Linked DNA regions of Mus musculus: regions 1, 2 and 3 are each linked to region 4. Evidence: chromatin contacts called from public promoter capture Hi-C data. All regions are on one chromosome and are shown on one strand. The core of a region is the stretch at or near the end of the contact, and the rest is flanking DNA. Distances in the headings are between cores, read along the strand shown.

The links. Promoter capture Hi-C pulls out the DNA fragments that hold promoters and counts their contacts.
Region 1: a promoter capture Hi-C map of pre-B cells shows a contact between it and region 4, with 8 times the contacts expected there. The contact joins the promoter of Mrps21 here to the promoter of H3c15 in region 4. A contact is called at or near these places in 16 of 39 promoter capture datasets (the 3T3-L1 cell line, 3T3-L1-derived adipocytes, the SN4741 cell line and 11 more), 1 of 15 datasets of contacts at CTCF or cohesin (large pre-B cells), 8 of 115 datasets of contacts at active chromatin or transcription factors (the SCID.adh cell line, bone marrow-derived macrophages, effector CD8 T cells and 4 more) and 5 of 9 other capture datasets (adipose tissue, embryonic stem cells, liver and 2 more).
Region 2: a promoter capture Hi-C map of hippocampal neurons shows a contact between it and region 4, with 3 times the contacts expected there. The contact joins the enhancer-like site here to the promoter of H3c15 in region 4. A contact is called at or near these places in 15 of 39 promoter capture datasets (the 3T3-L1 cell line, the C10 cell line, the HPC-7 cell line and 9 more), 1 of 15 datasets of contacts at CTCF or cohesin (large pre-B cells), 8 of 484 Hi-C or Micro-C datasets (the G1E-ER4 cell line, cranial neural crest, embryonic fibroblasts and 2 more), 29 of 115 datasets of contacts at active chromatin or transcription factors (the 230-238 cell line, the HPC-7 cell line, the NIH/3T3 cell line and 20 more) and 4 of 9 other capture datasets (adipose tissue, embryonic stem cells, liver and 1 more).
Region 3: a promoter capture Hi-C map of liver shows a contact between it and region 4. The contact joins the promoter of Hjv here to the promoter of H3c15 in region 4. A contact is called at or near these places in 2 of 39 promoter capture datasets (cranial neural crest and liver) and 1 of 9 other capture datasets (liver).

The regions. Positions count from the first base shown.
Region 1 is chr3:95,870,139-95,875,044 of GRCm38.p6, reverse strand. Mrps21 (mitochondrial ribosomal protein S21) reads left to right here and starts at 3,531. Exons shown (of 3, transcript NM_001355759.1): 1 at 3,531-3,592; 2 at 4,430-4,551. The coding sequence starts at 4,469. It overlaps C920021L13Rik (RIKEN cDNA C920021L13 gene), which reads right to left and starts at 3,523. Exons shown (of 4, transcript NR_040446.1): 1 at 3,360-3,523.
Region 2 is chr3:95,968,772-95,974,389 of GRCm38.p6, reverse strand. No RefSeq gene overlaps it. Among named protein-coding and RNA genes, the nearest start is that of Gm9054, 14 kb to the left of the region's middle. Within about 2 kb of position 1,344, at least 150 of the 459 cell types and tissues checked have an H3K27ac peak or open chromatin away from gene starts, as enhancers often do. A contact at or near this core is called in the 230-238 cell line, the HPC-7 cell line, the SCID.adh cell line and 14 more, where this site is marked.
Region 3 is chr3:96,521,154-96,526,691 of GRCm38.p6, reverse strand. It overlaps Hjv (hemojuvelin BMP co-receptor), which reads right to left and starts at 1,507. Exons shown (of 4, transcript NM_027126.4): 1 at 1,362-1,507; 2 at 90-263. The coding sequence starts at 177.
Region 4 is chr3:96,237,484-96,242,586 of GRCm38.p6, reverse strand. It overlaps H3c15 (H3 clustered histone 15), which reads left to right and starts at 3,460. Exons shown (of 1, transcript NM_054045.4): 1 at 3,460-4,108. The coding sequence starts at 3,646. The coding sequence ends at 4,056. H2ac19 (H2A clustered histone 19) reads left to right here and starts at 2,213. Exons shown (of 1, transcript NM_178212.3): 1 at 2,213-2,808. The coding sequence starts at 2,337. The coding sequence ends at 2,729.

The sequences.
Region 1 (4,906 bases), core at 2,282-4,781, 370 kb after region 4:
GCACCCATTGTTCTTGCAAAGGACCAAAATTCTGATTTCAGTACCCACATGGTGGCTCACAAACCTGTGTAATTCCAGTTGCAGGATATCTGACCTCCTATGGTGCACATACATGCAGGCAAAACACTCATACATATACAATAAGTCCAAATACTTTCAATTAGCTAAAAATTTATTAAAATGTTAGCATTTTATGGCTGTGGAGGTAGCGCCATACAGTGCTGGTGGTTCACGCACAAAGCCATGGGTACACGTGGATGTCATCTCAGCCCCTGGGAGGTGAGGCAGGAGGATCGTAAGCTGATGGAGGGTCATCATCAGCTACACATCTTCTTCCAGACCAACCTAGACCCTGTTTTAAAAGACGTGTGAGGAACACTGGAGAGACCGCTAGGCAGTCAAGAGCAGTCGCCATCTCATCATAAGGATTGGAGTCAGAATCCCAGAAACCATTTAGTAAGCCAGGCCAGGGCATCCCACAGCTATACAGCTCTGAGAGATCTGATGCCCTCTTCTGGGCATGCCCAGGAACATGCACGTGTACATATGTCTGCACATACATGCACACATGGGCACACAAGAACGAACACACACACACACATGTGCGCGCACACACACACATGCGCGCACACACACACATCTATAAAGTAAAAGACCTGGTGAGATAGCTCAGTGGGTAATGGCGTCTCCCACCACTAAGCCTGATGATCTGAGTTCAGACTCAGACATGGGACCCACCCAGTGCCAGGAGGGGAACAATTCTGGCAAGTTGTCCTCTGACCTCCATACATGTGCTATGACACATACACATGAGCTTTTTTTAAAAAAATGTATCATTATTATTCTTTTTTTTAAAGATTTATTTATTTATTATATGTAAGTACACTGTAGCTGTCTTCAGACACTCTAGAAGAGGGCATCAGATCTCGTTACGGGTGGTTATGAGCCACCATGTGGTTGCTGGGATTTGAACTCTGGACCTTCGGAAGAGCAGTCGGGTGCTCTTACCCACTGAGCCATCTCACCAGCCCCCACACATGAGCTTTTATGGGAGCTCTTGTACACATGTACACATGCATACACCTGCACGAGTGCACACACATGCATACAAACACACACACACACACACACAATGACTCCTCTTCTGTTGATGAAATATATGATGCCAACATTTTTCTAGATATCTAGGCTTAAAACTTAGGGGCATTGCAGTTGGGCAGAAGGCTCAGAGGTTGATAGTACTGACAGCTCTTACTGAGGACCCAGGTTAGATTCCCAGCACCTATATGATGGCTTACAACATCTGTAAATCCAGATCCAGTGGATCTGATGCTCTCTTCAGGCTTTTCTGGACATCAGACATGCATGTAGACAACACCCCCCATATACATTTATAAAAACTTTTTTTTCAGTCTAGTAAAAAAGAAAATGATAACAAGAGGAGAAGAGTTGGCTCAGCAGTTAAGAGCACCTGTTACTCTAGCAGAAGACCCAAGTTCAATTCCCAGCATGTACATGGTAGCTCTCAACCATCTGTAATTCCAGGCCCAAGGGATTCAGTGTTCTGTTCTGACCTCCAGGCACAGACATAACACACATACACATACATGTAGGCACACACATACATGTAAGCAAAATACTCATACACATATAATAATAAAATAAACCTTAAAATTAAAACAAAAATTAATGAATTATCTTACATTATATCCCATTCGATTCTTTTTTTAAATATATATTTTAATTAGGTATTTTCTTCATTTACACTTCAAATGCTATCCCAAAAGTTCCCCATACCCTCCCCTCTCCACTCCCCTACCCACCCACTCCCACTTCTTGGCCCTGCTGTTCCCCTGTACTGGGGCTTATAAAGTTTGCAATATCAAGGGGCCTCTCTTCCCAATGATGGCCGACTAGGCCATCTTCTGCTACATATGCAGGTAGAGACACGAGTTCTGGGGGTACTGGTTAGTTCATATTGTTGTTCCACCTATAGGGTTGCAGATCCCTTTAGCTCCTTGGGTACTTTCTCTAGCTCCTCCATTGGGGGCTCTGTGATCCATCCAATAGCTGACTGTGAGCCCATTCGATTCTTATGACCAATTTTGTGAGACCAACAGAGTAGATGTTAGCATCATTTTACAAATAAGAAGCCAGATTGAAAGTTCATGTTTAGCAAGATCTAGATTATAAGTATTTGTAGGTCACAGATCTCCATTTCTTCTACCCAAGTCTACCACTATAGCCCAAGAGAGCCGTATAATATCAACAAATAAACATGGTAGTATTCCAATATTTTTATTTAGACAAAAAGTGCAGACCCCTAGTCTGAGTAACTTGTTCAAAGTCATACGTCTGCTGATGCTTAGAATCTGAAGCTAGAACTCCTTTCTAACGGATTACGTACTGTCCATAGAATTAATTTTGCACTTATTATATGCGACTGGGCCTAAAATTGTGTCTACATACTGTCAGTTGTACAAGAGACACTGGAATAGTATCAGCAGTGCTTAGCAGAGGACAGTCATTCAATTAGGTTTGCTGACAAGCACAAAGGTGTCTAGCTTCAGTTTGGGACTTTGGATTTGGCTTACTACGAGGCAGGCTTAAATTTTGTGTGAATACCTATTAACTGATAATGACCTGGCCAGATGGCCCGGTGGTTAAGAAAATTAATTGCTCTTGCAGAGAACCCAGGTTCTGTTCCCAGTACCCACATGGCAGCTCAGAGCCTCCTATTAACTCCAGTTCCAGGGCCCCAACACCTCTCCAATCCTTCTTGAGCTCCTGCACGCACGCACGCACACGGTGCACATACATACACGCAGGCACACGTACACACACACAAAATAAAAGCAAATCCCTTAAAGAAGTAACAGATGAGGGTGCATCTGTGTGTGTTGTGGGTAGGTTTTTCTGTATATGGATACTTCTAAACCCATGTAAATAACCATATATGGAGATGTGGGGATAACATACACATAGGGTTGTCCAGACGTATGGAAGAAAAAAAAATTCTACTAGATCTTACAAGGCAACAAATGGCAAAGTTGGCATTAAAACAACAATATTTTGATTTAAAATTCTGCAGGCGTTTCCCATTTGTTTCTTTTTGATTCTACTTTATTTAATGAAATGGCTTAGGTAGCTGATGCAATGGGAAACTCACAGTATGTAATTTCTTTTCTTAACTTTTAGGCAGATTAGGGGGTGTGGAGCCATTTTTTTCACCCGGTGAGCAGATCTGTCCTTTTTAAATAGAAAATATTCTCAGGACGCTTCCCATTTCCCATCCAGAAAACGAAATCGCTCAAATCTAGTAAAAGTTTAACAGGATTAGAGCTACGGATCGGGCTGACCTTCTCGCAGACCCGACGACCGCGACTCCTCCATAGGAAGGTGAGGACGCTGTTCCTTTGACTGTCAGGCGGAAAGTCCAGCGCCTGCGCTCAGCACCGAACCTTCGCAAGGTCAGACGGTAAGCGGAGCTGCAGTCGGCTGAGCCCTGCAGCGTAGCTTCCTCCCGTCGCGGGACTCCGTAGCTTCCGCTTCCGGTCCGCAGAGACCCGGAGTCCGAATTCAGAGGCCCCAGGTAGGGAGCTCGAGGGGTGTGGGGGGGTTCACTGAGCTGCAAAGCGAGTATGGCGGGAGGGCAAGATTTCGCGTGGTGCCTAGAGGCGGACGAAGAGTTCTTTCTAACTCTCAGCGGAAACCTATTTTTTGGTTTGCTTTGCTTTGCTTTTTCGAGAGTGTTTTTATGTAGCCCTGGCTGCCCTGAAACTGGCTCTGTAGACGAGGCTGGCCTCGAACTCAAGAGTTCCGCCTGCCTCTGCCTCTCAAGTGCTGGGATAAAAGGCGTGGGCCACCACTGCCCGGCAATTATCTTTTAATTATTTCTTGGTGTGACCGGGGGGTTGGGAGGGGCGAAAGTCAGGACAGCTTGCAGGAGTCTGTCCTCTCTTTCCACCGTAAGGATCCAGGGCTCTAACTCGGGTCATCAGGCTTGGTGGCAAGCGCCTTTACCTGCTAAGCCATATCACTGCGTAGTGAAAGAAATGTTGCTAACAATTTGCTTGTACTTTTTCATTAAAAAAAAAAGTTATTTATATTTTATGTGTGTGAGTGTTTTACTTGCATGTATGTCTGTGCATCACAGAGGTCAGAAGAGGGTGTTGGATTCCCTGGGACTGTATGTGTTGTGAGCCACCCTGTGGGTACTGGGAATCGAACTTGGATCCTCTTAACTACTGAGCCATCTCTCCAGACTTACTTGTACTTACTAAGATATGGAGAATTCCTCCAGCCCAGTTCTGTGGATCTCAAGCTGGTTCTGTTGCTAAATTAAATAAAAACTACCTATGGTAAGTTGTGACTCTGTTGGGCTTTGTTCTCTTACATTGAGTCTCTGGTTTCCATGCTCGATGTCCAGTCTGTAGTCCCGGAAGAATGAAGATTTAAATACGAGGCCATGGCTAAACATCTGAAGTTCATTGCCAGGACAGTGATGGTTCAGGAGGGGAACGTGGAAGGTGCCTACCGGACCCTGAACAGGTAAAATGAGTCGAGTCTTGCCTGGACCAGCCGTGGGAAATGTGAGGTGATCCTGCACCCAGCCTACCACCTCATAAAGCCTACCACTGGTGCCAGCTCTGTGTAGGCTCTGAATACCACCACCTCCACCTCCTCCTTTTTTCCTCCTCCTCCTCCTCTTTCTTCTTCCTCCTCTTCTTCTTTTAAATTTATTTATTGTGCATACAGTGTTCTACCTGCATGTATGCCTGCATATCAGAAGAGGGCACCAGATCTCAGTACAGATGGTTGTGAGTCACCATGTGGTAGCTGGGAATTGAACTCAAGGCCTCTGGAAGAGCAGCCAGTGCTCTTAACTACTGAGTCATCTCTCCAG
Region 2 (5,618 bases), core at 95-2,594, 270 kb after region 4:
TGTAAGACAACTTGTGCGAGACCTCCCAGTCCCAAGCTTTCTATCTCCTCTGTCCTCTGATCTCCTGATCCTCTCTCTCAGAACTGTGTCACTGAAGGAAGGCTTGCTGGTCCAGGTCATAACACATACGTATTTGCTTGAATTTTCCTCTATCAGCCACAAGGCAACTTCAACCAGTCAAATACCACCAATGACTGGCTCTCCTTTTAGAGTCTAATGCTCTATGTAACCTGGAGTAAGTGCTCTTCCCGGACTTGGAGCTCCCTTTAGAGCAGTGGTTCTCAGCCTTCCTACTGCTGCGACCCTTTAACACAGCTCCTCGTGCTGCTGTGACCCCCAACCATAACCTTATTTTCCTTGCTACCCCTTAACTGTAATTTTGCGGCTGAGTAGTGTCTCAACCCCGAAGGCCATTTTTCAGCGACTGGGTTCTGAGAGAGAGAAGACCTGGAGATCAGAAGATAAAGAGTCTAGAGGACAGAGAAGATAGGAAAGTTTGGTTTTCGGAGGTTTGACTACTCTGTCTTCCCTGCGACCCACAGGTTGAGAACCTGTGCTTTAGCGTAAGGCTCAGTACTCGTCAGTGTGTTCCCAGGCTCTGAATTCAAAGCACAGGGCCTCAGGCCACATTGTTTCTCAAGTCTGACACATCCTAAAATCTCTACTAATGCCCGAGAGGTAACTGTGCTTCCCCAGCCTTTATCAGATCACTGTGTATTCCCTAGGAAGACAGTCTCGGAGCCTCTGGATGGCTCAGCACTGCACTGATGCCAAGTTAATAACTTTAAATCTTGGGAAAGCTGGTCTTTGGTGTAGATTTAAATCTCTCCAGACGAATCTTCAAGAAAACCAAGGAACCAGCAGAATTGGTTTTAAAGCGTTGCCTTCCCCTCCACTGCTGCCTCGGCCCAGACATCGGTTCTCACAAGCGCAGCGTCGGGGACCCCAGCTTCCATGCAGTTAAGTCCAGTGAGCGTGGGAACCATCGCTTGACCCCCAAAGGCGCAAGAAAACAGAAACAAACAAAAGCAAATACCTTTTGAGAATTTCGTTTGAAGCACCAAGTGTAACGGAGGGCGGGGGATGATTTCTGAGATTAGGGGGTGTTGGGGGGGTGCAGAACTGTGGAGAGCGGTTTCGGAAGGGCGCCGCATACCAGACAATGAGCTACAAGAGCCTCGGGCTGTGGCCTCAATGAGGCCTTTCAGCAGCCCCACACTGCCTCGCTTGTTCCCCTAGAGGGGCGCTTTCTGGAAGCTAAGCCCTCAGCTGGCAAGAGCAGGGACCCCTGTGCCATTTGTCTGTCAACTTCTTTAGAAGGCGAAGCCTCCCGTACAGCTGTCTCGCTTCGCATTTCCTTTCTGCGCTTGGATGCTCGCGGTGACAGACGGAGGCGGCGGCAAATGAGGGGCCCTGTAAAACCGCAAGGAAAGAAAAAGTCTAAAGTGCCCCAGGTTCCCGCTTGCGGCTGTTGGAGAAAGCCTCGCCCCTCAGAGAAACCAGGACTAATTAAGAGGGAGAAAGGAAAAGCTAAGCCAGGTCTCAGCACTGGAAATCAGTAGGATGCTCCCCAGAGCCTAGAAGCACCAAAAACTTCAAAACCAAATAAGAAGCGCCTGTGGTCTACCCGCCCTTTCCAAAATTTAAAAATAGGAATCTTTTAGAGGGTGAATTTCACCTCAACAACTTAATTTCTTTAAATCTTTTCACCTTTAACCAAGTCTGTTGACATTACTACCCAAAATGATCCAGACTGACAAATATCTCTACATGCAGTTTCCCCAAAATTTGTTTTGTTGTTGTTGTTGTTTGTTTGTTTTTTGAGGGTCTTTTTTTTTCTTGTTTTACTACACTTCTTGAGCGTACCCCACATAGTTTTTACAGAGAATGTATCTCCATGCTTCCTTTAACGGCTTGGTAAGAACAGCTTGGCCCGGGCGAGCACACCCGGAAGACGTCAGCACGCCTAAGAAGAACTGAAACTCAATGTTTTCCACAAACAACAAGTTTCAAAAATTAGACTTGACTGTTGAAAATAAGCACCTTAGGGGATGTTATTTTAAAAGCATGCCAACGTTGGTTTTTTGTTTGTTTGTTTGTTTGTTTGTTTGGGGAGATGGGGGCGGTGCGGTATGACAGTCACGTTCATGTAACCCAAGCTGGCTCTACCTTACTTTGTAACTGAGGATGGTCGGAACCCACGACCCTCGGGAGTCACAGGCACACAATACCAGTTCTGGCTAGCACTGTTCCTTTAAGAAAGAAGAAAAAAGTAATAGTTTGATGAATTCTAATGATTTAGTGAAAAAAAAAATTAAGCTTAGTCCTAAAATGTGATATAAAAATAATCAAATAGATTATCATAAAATGAGAACGTGCTCATCCTTAATAATAATTATAATAACCACATACTTTATCATAAAACAATATCTTTTGCATTCAATTTAGCTTTCTAACTAAGTGTGACAACCAGGAAATGGACTTGGCTATGCACTGTGGTAAGAGTTTAAATAAGAATGTACAATCTTCTATCAAGCAATTTACTAAGACACATTAAAAACTGTATTGAGGCTAGAAGGATGGTTCAGTGGTTAAGAGCATATACTACCTTTTCGGAGGACTCAGGTTGAGTTCCCAGCACCCACAGAGAGCCTCACAGTGACCTGGGGACCCAACACCTTCTTCTGGCCTCCTAGGGAGAGAGCTCTTACATGCACAGACACATACAGGCACAGACACCTAAATAAAGATTAATCTTTAAAAAGAAAAACAGCATCCTTGCGTGTGGTGGTGCCTGCCCTTACTCCAGCACTCGGGAGGCAGAGGCAGGTGAACTCTGTGAGTTCAAGGCCAGTCTGGTCTGCAGAGTGAGTTCCAGGACAGCCAGGGCTACACAGAGAAACCCTGTCTCCAAAAACCAAGCAAAGCAAAGCAACACAACAACAGCAAAACTTGATCCACAATCCTAAAGACAACTATTGCTCTCGGAGCTGAGGAGGAAACCTGAAGCCTCACAGATCTGAGGTAAGCACTCTACCCACCGTGCTATACCCTCAGACTAAGACAACCCTTCCTGTGTATCTCCTTCCAATTCTTTCAAAATCACTTAAAATATATTTGTGATCGTGGAATATAGTTATTTACTTTGATTTTTTTTCTCTTAAAACAATGGGCATTTGTTTTAAATGCTCACAATTACTTAAAATGCCTACATGGCCATAATGGTGTCGTAATTTGTTTAATATTCCCCAACTTTATACCATCCATTTCCTCATATCTGCTGCTTCAGTACCTGTCTTTCTTCAAAAACTATTTCATATTCAAGAGTTTCCTCCTCAGGTCTGATTCCTGCAAGTGAAGGAGTGCTGGGTTAGAGGTGTGCAGGAGTCAGTCTCACCTTCCACCACGAGGGTCTTGAAGGTCAAATTCAGATTACAGAATTACCTGGACAGGAGTACATTTACCTACTGAGCCAAACTACCGGCTCTTCTAAAACATTTCTTACATGTGGCTATTAAATTTTTTTACATGGGGCTGGCAAGATGGCTTAATTAGGGCTGGTGAGATGGCTCAGTGGGTAAGAGCACCCGACTGCTCTTCCAAAGGTCCGAAGTTCAAATCCCAGCAACCACATGGTGGCTCACAACCATCCGTAACGAGATCTGACGCCCTCTTCTGGAGTGTCTGAGGACAGCTACAGTGTACTTACATATAATAAATAAATAAATAAATCTTTTAAAAAAAAAAAAAGATGGCTTAATTAGCAAAGTGTTTGTAGTGCAAACATGTGGATCAAAGTTTGAATCCCCAGCACCTCCATAAAAAACCCAGTATGGGCAGCTGGAGAGATGGCTCCCTGGCTAAGAATACTTGTTGCTCTTGCAGAGGATCCAGATTTGATTTCCAACACATACATGGTGATTCACAACCATTTGGAACTCCAGTTCCAGGGCATTCAATGCTGTCTTCTAACCTCTGTGGGCACCAAACATGTATGTGGGTGCATATACATACATACATACATACATACATACATACACACACACACATACATGCATGCATGCATGCATACATACATACATGCAACAAAACACCCTTACACATAAAAGTGAAATGAAAAGAAAACACCCAGTATAGAAGCCTGCTGTAATCCCAGCACTAGGGAGGTGCAGACAGGCAGGTCCCTGGGGCTCAATGGCTGTTCAGCTCAATGAGTACAGAACTGAAAAAGGAGGAGGAGGAGGAGGAGGAGGAGGAAGGAAGGAAGGAAGGAAGGAAGGAAGGAAGGAAGGAAGGAAGGAACTGAAGAGCAAAGTGGAGAGAAGCCCACCTGACTGGGGCCAGCAAGCTGGGTCAGCTGGAAAAGGTGTCACTCACCATGCCTAACATCTAAGCCCAAGCTCCAGACTGTCATACTGGAAGGAGAAGGCCAGCTCCCAAAAGTTGTCCTGTGGTTTCCATAGATGTGCACACCCACACAAACACGAACACACACATGCACACACACGGGGATGGGGTGGAGGCAAGTTTTTTTTTTTTTTTCAAGACACAGTTTCTCTGTTTAGCCTTGCCTGTCACAGAATTCTTTCTATAGGCCAGGCTGGCCTCAACCTCACAGAGATCCACATATTCTCTGCTTCCCTAGTGTTGGGATTAAATGCATGCATGAACACCACCAGGCTAGAAATGTGCATTTTAAAAAGGTCAGACTGGAAGAACTCATAGGTTTAAAGAACAGATTCCTTCCAAACAGCTTGGGTTTAAATCTCTGCTCTGCCATGACTAGTCTTGTGGCCTTGGCAACTCACTTAAACAAGTTTTCCCTTTGGTGAAAATGGAATGAATACCAGGACTGCCCTCAGTGAGAGTCACATGAGTAAATGAGTCTACACAGGCCACTTACTGCCTAGCGCCTGCCTGTGAAGTCATGACAGTTTCATTATCACCAAGCATGCCAGCAAAGCCACTGACTGTTTATTGTATAAAATGCTTAGACAAAAACAGCACATGTTATGTATAGCATTACTTACTATGAAATTATGTCAATATCCAAGAAGTTCAGTGAATTTCAAACTTTCACCCTAGTGAGCATCTAAGCACCTACAGAACATCTAATAATGTTCTAAGCATTCGACCTTGAGCTTCCATTACATGCTAGAGACAGGCACTGTATAAAGAGAAGTTAGAATATACCATCCTCTGTGCCATGTTCTAGGAGAAAGAAAGACAGTGGTCAACATAGTTATCAGTTTCTACGAAGCCCTGGCACGCTAGCCTGCAGTTCAGTGTGCCCAGAGGCTACCCTGGAGCTCTCGGGCCAGCCTCTGCTGATTGCAGGCATGCATGGCCTTTAAAGTAAGACAAGGATTCATGGTAGCCCATTCTTTGCCCGCTGTCTCTCCCACTCCAGGCATTCTTTCCAGAAGAGAGAAGCCTAACACGCCTAACACATCTCTGTTGGTACTGCAGCAACCAATGCCCACCTAGGGGCACAGGGGAGCCACATCAAAGACTTTTAATGCTCATCTCTTGAATCAAATGATTCAAGATTTAAGCTAAGATTCAGAAGATTATTTTTACGTGTGTTCAATAGTTTTTAAATAAAAAAAAAACCTTTG
Region 3 (5,538 bases), core at 258-2,757, 290 kb before region 4:
ACCCCCACCCACCCCCACCCCCGCGCGCTCATTCCTACCCAGCATCCTAACCTCTGGATATGTCCAACCCTTCCCTGGCCCTTCCTTACCCTGTCCACAGAGGAGCAGCAGGAGAGTGAGGGTGCTTAGAGTTGGAGGGCTGCCGTGGGGGGACCGGGGACTAGGGGACTGGCCCATACCTATCCAGCCAGGTCCCCCCAGGCACCGGTTCTTCCCAGATGATGAGCCTCCTACCTAGTGAATTTCTCTGGGTACTTCTGTGACTGGAAGAAGAAATTTGGCTGAGTGTGGGGAAAGAGAAGGGTTGGAGACCAGTCAAGATGGTGGGTAGAGAGAGCATCTGAAGAGACCAAAACAAAAATGAGACAGACTGGATCTTGGGAAGAAGGAGGCTTCCAGAGGGTGAGCGTGGCTGGTGAGCCTCTGTGCCCTGCCCCTGCGGCCACCTTCAGGTCCCTTGTGCAATATGCCTACGGGGGCGGGGTGGTGGTGGAGGGAAGGTTGAGTGACCTCAGTGTGCAGAGTCCAGTGTACTGCCCCATCCTGACTACCAAATAGCAGATGTGCCAAAAATGGAGGACCCCTAGAGAAAGTGAGGTTCTGACCATGTCAGTGGGTCCCCAGTAGCACCAGGATCTGATCACGCTTTAAGAACATACTTCTTATGGATCCTTCCCACCAGAAACCACCTGCCGTTTCATTTTCTTCACTGTGTTAGAAGGGCACAAAGGGTAACATGGTAGGCAGACGCCCTGTCTACGATATCACCTTCCCAGTGAAAGGAGAGCCGGTCTCTCAGCCTCTCCAGAGGGCTGACAGTACGATCCCTCTCACAGGATGGGGTACAAATCAAGCATTCAAATTAATATATGTTTCTGTCTAACAGTTCATGTGTTTTTCCAGACCCAGCTGAAAAGCCCAATCCAGACACTCCTGGTCTTTTGAGGAGAACAGATATGGGGGAGGGTCTGTCTCCTTTTCTCCTGTCAAAACCCTACTTTGGGATAAGCATATGAGCAGGAGGTCAGAGAGGTCTTGAGGTAGGGATGGGAGTGTAACTCGATGGTAGCTGAGTGTTTACCATGCTCAAGGCCCTGGGCCCAGTCCTTAGCACTGCCCCCTCCCCCTCTCCCAAGGTCTTGGTGTAATAAGATGGAGAGGAAAATAGGAAAGCCAGAGAGAGGCAGCATTAAACATCAAATGGCCATGGATTAGAAAACATCTAGGCAAGAGGAAAAGTGAAGACTGGGGTAGTTGCTAAGGGGAGATCTTAGTTTTCAGAACAGATGTCTGTAACTTTATGAAGTTCTGGCCTTGACCCAAAAGCTTATCAAAGTGATCGACATTTCATCTGGACTTACTGTTTCCCGAGGTCAAGCATTACTCTGATACTGGGTTCTCGAGCCATAGTTGCCTATTCTGTTGGTCTGCTCCAGCCAGGGGGTCCCCCATCTCTTTCTCCATGATTGCCCCGGAATGGCTGCAGTCTCACTCAGGTCAGAGAGCCAGAGGAGGTTTGGTGTGGGGGGAGGGGGGAGGGAGAGTATATGGTTGGCCCAAGTACTGGACAGCTGAGAGGAGGAGGGAGGTGCCTACTGAGTTGACAGTTTTAAAAATAGCTAGGTCCAAAATTCCAGGAACGTTGGTGGCAGTGGGGTGTGGGAGCTAAGGCAGCAGGAACGATGAGCAAAATAAGGATGGAATATGGAAATATTGGATACCAAGGGAGGGAGAGTATAAAGAAAGATGATGGCCAAGTCATATATCCAACTGTAGCTTATAAGCTGCCACTCAGGCCCTCCAGCATTCCCAGTAATGAACTCAGTATTCCCAGTAATGCCTTTAAGACTGCTGGTGGTGATTTTGTGTGATGCCAGTCACTCACTGCTCTCATCCTCTCTTTACTGAGGATTCCATTGAATTTCTTCTACACATAATACACTGAGGTGGCCGGCTTTGAAGATGGACGGCAAGCATAGTTCAGAGACCCTCCCCCATCTCTGCCAACTATTTCAGAAGCTGAAAGGTCCAGCTGTCCCGAGAAATCCGAGAGCAGAATTGTTTCGAGAAGGGTTTATTCCGTCTGCCCAGATCAGATCTCTGCAGCTGTCTACTCTCTCTCCACCTTTTCCATTACACTAGTTTGTGCAACAATCCCTCCTCCCTCCTCCTCATCAATACAAACACAAAAAACAGAAGCTTCCAGGTTGCAGGGGCCGGGGCCGGGGTAGTAACAGAGGCAGAGAGAAGAATCGGAGTCAGTTTTGAACACTACTGATCCACAGAGGAGTGGCGTTAGATAGGTGAATTCAGAAGGAAGACATTTGGGAATATACTTTTATAGACAAACTGTTTGAAGATTCAATTATAATCAGGGTTTTAGCTATGTCCGTCTTTTCACCTGGTGGCATTTCTGGGACACTGTCCCACAGTACTTGCCAAGGGAAAGCAGCACAGGACTGATTACAAAGTGTGTCACAAAAGCTTCTGGCCCTGTCAGCTCTACATGAAGTTCTACAGGTCCACATGGTACATGGTCCCTTCTCAGGCACGCATACACACACACACACACACACACACACACACTTTACAAGAGAAGTGTGGGAGCACATGTATTTTTTATAATGAATTTAGCTTTTTCTCAACTATACAAGACCATATCACAATAATCTTTTACATTAAGTTATTTAGAACATGTCTGTCTCTGTGTGTCTGTGTGTACCTATGTGGATGTCAGAAACGTTATAGGAGTCAATTCTTTCCTCCCACCATGTGGGCGTTAGGGGCCAAATGTGAGGTTTGGTAGCTAGTTCCTCTACCTACCTGCTGAGCCATTTCACCAGCCCACATCCCAAGAACTTTTATTCCATAAAATTTCCCTGCACTGGATGGTTGGGTGTGTCAACTTGACACAGGCTGGAGTTATCACAGAGAAAGGAGCCTCCCTTGAGGAAGTGCCTCCATGAGATCCAGCTGTAAGCATTTTCTCAATTAGTGATCAAGTGGGGCGAGCCCTGCCCATTGTGGGTGGGACCATCTCTGGGCTGGTAGTCTTAGTTCTATAAGAGAGCAAGCTGGGCAAGCCAGGGGAAGCAAGCCAGTAAGTAACATCCCTCCATGGCCTCTGCATCAGCTCCTGCTTCCTGACCTGCTTGAGTTCCAGTCCTGACTTCCTTTGGTGATGAACAGCAATGTGGAAGTGTAAGCTGAATAAACCCTTTCCTCCCCAATTTGCTTCTTGGTCATGATGTTTTGTGTAGGAATACACACCCTGACTAAGACATCCCCCAACTAAATTAATCAAGTGACTTTAAGACATACTAGGTTGTCTATAAAATGCAAAGTGGCATATACTCTGAAACCCAAAATACGTGCAAAAAAAAAACAGTTTCTTGAGGCTGGAAGGATGGTTTAGTGGTTGAAGCACTTGCTGCTCCTACAGGGAATTCAGGTTCCACTTCTATCACCCACATGATAGCTCATTACTAACTGTAATTCCAGTTTAGGAGCTCCAATACCCTCAGTTGACCTCTAATGGCTTCTGCACACAGTTAGTGCACAGACATACATACATTCAGGCCACATACACATACATGTGGTGCACATACACACATACACTCAGGCATACACATATGCACATAAAATTTAAAAAATAAAAATATTTTTAAGGAATCAGTTGTTTTGAAACAGAGTGTTGTTATATGTGTGGTCCCAGCTGGCTTAGAACCTTTTATGTTGGCCAGATGATTTAGATAATTACCCTGAAGGTGCTGGGTTATAGGCAGGGGCCACTGTGCCCAACTAGTACCAAAGTATTTTACAGTCCTCACTATCATTGACAGTGGCGTTGGTATTATTCTGGAACTATTTTGAGTTTGCTGTGGGCTTAAAAAGAAATTAAGGAAGGCTGGAGAGATGGAGCCACAGTTGAGAGCACCTGCTGGTTTTACAAGGGACCTGAGTTTGGTTCCCCGAATCCACGTCAGGGGCTCCAGGAGAGTCAATGCTCTCTTCTGGTCCCCTTGGGAACTACTCAACCCACACACAGACACACATTCAAAAATAAAACCTTATTTTTAAGTAATAATGGTGGGGTTTTGGTTTGGTTTTGTTTGAAACAGAGTTTCACCATATAGCCTAGGCTGGCCTGAAACTTGCGATCCTCCTGTCTCAACTTCCTGGGTGCTATAATTACAGGTGGCCAATTCTTGGACTTTAGAGAGCCATGATATTTGATGTGGGATAGAAATACTGATTCATGTTGATAAGTAAAAACTCCCGTAATTCAAATCTAAACTGCTCCAGGGGACCTGGAGCCTCCTTCTGGTCTCCTCAGGCATTGCATGAAGATGCGCAGAGACGTACATGCAGGCAAAACACCCATACACATTTAAAAAAAAAAAAATTTAAATACAAAGATAACTGTGTGTTCATGACATTTTGTCTTTAACTATTCCTAATTTATTATGAAAATACCTCAAAGCAGTGATCATTGGTAGTGAACACTTCTAATGTCCAAGTTGTGGAACAGAAATATGATGTCCCACTACAAGAAATCAGAATTCTTTGGAGAAATAACCTATTCCCATTTGGAGCCAGGAATTATCCAAGCTAAACAAGGAAGCTTTAAAATACTGTATCAAGCTGGGCGTGGTGGCACATGCCTTTATTCTCAGCACTTAGGAGGCAGAGGTCGATGCATCTCTATGAATTTCAGGCCAACCTAGCCTACATAAGGAGTTCCAGACTAGCCAAGGCTACATAGTGAGGTCCTGTCTCAAATCAAGCAAGCAAACAAAAAGATAGTTGTCGCTCTCCAAAGACAGGACAAATTAGTTATCAAAATAGAAACTGAGTATATTGGGTTGACACACACCAAGTATTTTAAGCCTCAATTCACAATTATACTTAAAAGTAAAAAGCATGGGGAGGAGTACTGGGGTGAGGAACTGTTGGAAGGCAGACTGGGAGGAGGATAATGACTGGACTATAAAAAAAGATTAAATAATAAAGTAAAAGGTGATCGGCTAGTATTGGAGAAAGCTGTTGTATCGTCCATTTTGAGAAGTGCTGGTAAATGGGAAAAAATAGTTAATTATTTTTTTTTGTTCTCAAATTTTCACTACTTTTATTTATGTATTTGTGGGTGGAGGGAGTGAGTGTGTGTCACAGTGCAGATGTGAAAGTCACAGGACAACTTTCAGGCCCTTCTACTATGTGGGTCCGGGGAATCCAACCAATGCTGTTGGGCTTGGTGGCAAGCACCTATGCCCACCCAGCCACCTCACCAGCTTTTTTTTTTGTTGTTTTGTTTTCTGTATTTTTGAAAACAAAGTTTCAAAGGTTAGCTTCCAACCTAAAACGTAGTTTAGGATGATCCCTCTGCCTCCACCTCCCACACACTTGCGTTCCAGGTGTGAGCCACTATTCCTAGCTTTATTCTGATTTTCTTATGAAAACCATATCTTAAACTGATGGAAAAATTCTAGAATCACTCAGTAAATAAATGAAGATGTCACACTGCATGGAGTGTTTAGT
Region 4 (5,103 bases), core at 2,211-4,710:
GACCGGAACTCAAGCAGAGCTGGAACTTGGAGACAGGAGCTGATCCAAGGGCATGGAGAGGTGCTGTTTAATGTCTTGCTCAGTCTGCATTCTTATAGAACCCAGGACTACCAGCCCAGGGATGGCATACAACCCACAATGAGTTGGGCCCTACCCCATCAATTGCTAATTGAGAAAAATACCTTACAGTTGGGTCTCAGAGAGGCCATTCCTCCACTGAAACTTCTCTCCCTGCGATGACTAGTTTGTGTGAGGTTGCCACATAAAACCAGCCAAAACAAGTCAAACCCATACATAGCCTCACAGCCTGCTCTCTTAGCCTGTTCTCGTGTCTCAGAAAACAGTATGGTACCTTACTATGACAATCTTAAGAATGCAACTGCTAAAAATTCTAATTATTGAAATTTATAAATAAAACTTTCAGGTTAAAAGAGACTTAGACATTTTCGTTGTGGACATATTAATCTTTGGCCCTGATAAAATGATGACTTTTAATATTTGCAGATTTGGCCCAAATGTGTACTTGGGAGCCTCCGTTTTTCCTTATCAACCTATTTTGATATGTGTAGCTTCAATCTATACAAAAGTTCAGGGCTGGAGATGGCTCAGGGTTTAACAGCCCTTGCTGCTCTTGCAGAATATCTGGGTTCCTTCAGTTCCCAGGACTACATGGTTGCTGACAAGCCTTCAGCTCCAGGGGATCTAACTCCTGGTCTCTGAAGGCACTAGGTATGAAGCACTAACAAAGAAATAGAAGAGTCAATGTTATAACATCCTTTATAGGAATAACACATATCAGGAATAACACGTACCAAATTATATTTCAAGACAAATACTTAAGGATCAAAAGTATATTCTAAGGTCATAGGATGTCATTCTCGTGATCTGCAGTCAGTCCATAAATGCAGGGTTGTGTAGTCTTTGCTGAACCCTTGATCCACCTCTCAAATTTGTGAGTCCACATATGCACATAAATATCAATATCAAATTTAATCAGAATCCTTGATAAACCTTCAACTTCTCAACTTAAAATGCTTTTCAGCTAGCCATCCTAATAACACTGCCTACCTAAGCCTGGCGGTGGTGGCACACACCTTTAATCCCAGTACTTGGGAGGCAGAAGCAAGCAGATTTCTTAGTTCGAGGCCAGCCTGGTCTACAGACTGAGTTCCAGGATAGCCAGGGCTATACAGAGAAACCCTGTCTCGAAAAAACCAAAAAAAAAACAAACAAACAAACAAAAAAACCCACCAAAATCCAAAAAAATCCACTGCCTACCTAGCTTCAACCCAAAATCCTAGTGCTACACTCTTGCCGATTCCTCCACAAGACTAGAATTCCATCTCCACAATATGTAACAATGTAAAATATAAAGATTGTAACTATGTTACTATGTAACAATATACCTGTTACTAGAGCTAAGCTTACACTCAATATGCCTAATCAGTGATTCTAATGCATCGATAACGAACCTTATTACAAATTTCAGAGATTGAAAAATGCTGGCTGTATTTTACCGAGCATAACTGATGCGATGCTAAAATAATGGCAGTCCGGATATGGTACTCCGAGTCACTCTAGCCCCAGACAGCCTGGAAGGCTCCTAAAAGGAGCTTCTGAGAGCCATCAGGACAAATGATAGACAAAAGCAGCAGCGTAAGGTTTACTTTTTAAGTTATTTCGATTCCTTATGTACAAATCTGAGTGGCAAAAAAATAATTTTAGTAAACCCCAGGCGAACTGTACTTGGTCTTTTCAAGCACTCTCAGATGTGTATGGATTAAGAAAATAACCTTTAAATTTAACGATTTTAAAGTAAGGCTCCCAGCGATAAACGCTTAAAATGAAACAAGTAGGTTTTACACTGTTTCAAGTAGAAAAATAAAGAGGCTATGAGAATTATCCGCTACTCCTTAGGTATAAAAAACTAAATTTCCAGTATTCCTCGAAGGAAAACCTACACTTAAGTAAGTGATTAACTCAGGCCCTCTTGGATGCAGGGCACACTTTGCCAGCTTCCAGAGCAGGAGAAACAGCGAGCAAGCCCAGCCGCCCGGCGACCCGCGGAGTGTCGCAACGACGGCCGCACGCAAATGAAGCCACCGAGCACGCGCGTCGTGATTCGCGCGTTCCAGGGCGGCGCCGGGGCGAGGGAGCCGGTCTTATGTAAATGAGAGGCTTCTGTCCGCGCGCTCCTATTGGCCACGGCGTCAGGACGCGTGTGAGCCAATGAGAGCGTCGGGCGGACAATCGGGTCTGCGTCTATAAAAGGGTGAGGCGTCGGCGCCGGAGTACCGTTTCCTGGTTGTGGCCGTTCGTCTGTTTGCGCTTTCGTGATGTCCGGTCGTGGCAAGCAAGGAGGCAAGGCCCGCGCCAAGGCCAAGTCGCGGTCTTCCCGGGCCGGGCTACAGTTCCCGGTGGGGCGTGTGCACCGGCTGCTGCGCAAGGGCAACTACGCGGAGCGTGTGGGTGCCGGCGCGCCGGTATACATGGCGGCGGTGCTGGAGTACCTAACGGCCGAGATCCTGGAGCTGGCGGGCAACGCGGCCCGCGACAACAAGAAGACGCGCATCATCCCGCGCCACCTGCAGCTGGCCATCCGCAACGACGAGGAGCTCAACAAGCTGCTGGGCAAAGTGACGATCGCGCAGGGCGGCGTCCTGCCCAACATCCAGGCCGTGCTGCTGCCCAAGAAGACGGAGAGCCACCATAAGGCGAAGGGCAAGTGAGGCCACTGCTCGCGTCGGCCCGCGTCTCTGTGATATAACCCCCGCGAGCTCCTAAAAAGGCTCTTTTCAGAGCCACCCACTGAATCAGATAAAGAGTTGTGTCACGGTAGCCGGTCTTGGTGGCCTTTCCTGGCCCTGCCCCAAAAGTAAGAGTGTCGTGTCCTCTGCTTCCTTGCCCATCCTGCCCGTGGTTCCCCCTGGTAGTTAGTCTGTTGTCGCTCTTTGGTTCATGCCCTGCCTCGGCGGAGCGGATACGCGGTTCTCGCTGACCGTCCCAAGCATTTAGCCCCTATCTGCCCACACCCTTGTCCTACACAACACTGTCCCTCACTCAGCGTCCACCCGCCTGACCCTTCCCAGGACTAAGACTCAACTAGGACGTCTAGGCCAATCTAGACATAAGTCGCAGTCAGCCGCGCTCTCGTCCGGTCCTTGGGGAATGTCTAGGAGGAGGAGGTGTCCCGCGAGGACTGGACGCGGCCGGCTCTAGGGATCATGGGGGACTGGGGCTGGGACTGTGGCTGTGGCTGGGCGGTGCTGCACAAACACTAGATTAGTTCTGCCCTGGGACTTTGGGCGGCGGGCGGGGGCGCGCGAGCTCCTCTTGGGCAGAGCCGGGACCCGCCCTCTACGGGCAGCTGCCAGACGTGGCTCCACCCTCGCAGAACGTTGGCAAGTGGACCGGGCGCGGGGCTGGACGTGGGGGGCGGGTGGGGGCGGGTCAGGTGGCGTGGCGGGCCCGAGCCAATGGGCGAGGTCGGGGCCGGTGACGCCACGGCCAATGGCGCGGCAGCGCGGGAGTTTCAAGTCGCTGTCTCCGCCCCGCCGCGGGGAAGACTGCGCCTATAAAGGCGGCCGGCTCGGGCCGGTATCAGGTCCCCGAGTGCTCCTCGTTTGGGTGTCTTCCGTCTTCGCCATGGCCCGTACGAAGCAGACTGCCCGCAAGTCCACCGGCGGCAAGGCCCCGCGCAAGCAGCTGGCCACCAAGGCCGCCCGCAAGAGCGCCCCGGCCACGGGCGGCGTGAAGAAGCCGCACCGCTACCGGCCCGGCACCGTGGCGCTGCGGGAGATCCGGCGCTACCAGAAGTCGACCGAGCTGCTGATCCGCAAGCTGCCGTTCCAGCGCCTGGTGCGCGAGATCGCGCAGGACTTCAAGACGGACCTGCGCTTCCAGAGCTCGGCCGTCATGGCGCTGCAGGAGGCGAGCGAGGCCTACCTGGTGGGGCTGTTCGAGGACACCAACCTGTGCGCCATCCACGCCAAACGCGTCACCATCATGCCCAAGGACATCCAGTTGGCCCGCCGCATCCGTGGGGAGCGCGCTTAAGCGCCCTGTCTCCCATCCATTCCCCACAAAGGCTCTTTTCAGAGCCACCACAGCTTCCCGGAAAGAGCTGTTTACTTCGCTTAGAGCTTTGTCCGCACATTATCCCGCTCCATAGCTCTAGGTTGGTATCTGACTTATACCTGTTATGTCTACATAATGGTTGCTTTCAAGGAAGGTTTGAATGCCCTTAGTGTAAGTTGTTTAACGTTAATTGCGGTCTTATTCAGACTCCTAGCTTGTTAACCCGAAGTAGGTTCACCACCTCAGTCTAAGGGGAGGGGATAATCTTACGGAGGGTTGGGGCTTGGTGGATACTATGTAATGTTCCTACCCAGCTGGAGCAGAGAAGGCTTTGTAAGTAGCTGAAGGCTGAGATCTAGCTTACAGCTCATAATTACATCACCAGACTTCTGGACGACTGAAGATTATTGTTGCTCATTTAATGCAATGTCTGAGGCTTACGGGGCTCAACGTCGGTGGTAAGTGGACTATGAGTAATATCCAGTGATAAAGCTTTGTTCTCTAACACTTGATTAGAAGACCTGCTAGCTACTTGGGATTCAGCATTTATTGCTATGATATGGTTCAATGGCAATTGGGTAGTTTTTCCTCTTACTCCTATTAATTTACTTCAAAATGACAACTCCATTCCCCCCTTCCCACTTTGGCAGGCACCTTTCTGGACCGAAATACACTGGATATCAAAGGGGAATCCCTTTACAATTCCTTAGCGTGAGGACAGTCTTTGCAGGGGTGGGTGTCGGACCTGAGACTCAAGAGCACAGTAAATACCTTATGGAGATCACTGTCATGGACCTTCCTTTCGGTTTCTGCCGGAAACTTCCAGAGAGCAAACTAGCAATAGTTAAAGCTGTGTGGAGACAGCCCATTTGTCCCCAGCATCTTACTGAGCTTTGCCTCAAAGGTTGGGCCCAAAAGTTCTTAGAACTAAGTGATTTTGGTCCATCAAAGCTCTTAGTGGCTAAGCAGACCCCCTCAGCATGCAAATTTACTCCATGAGTTGAAACTAAGGCAGATTTAAAAGCA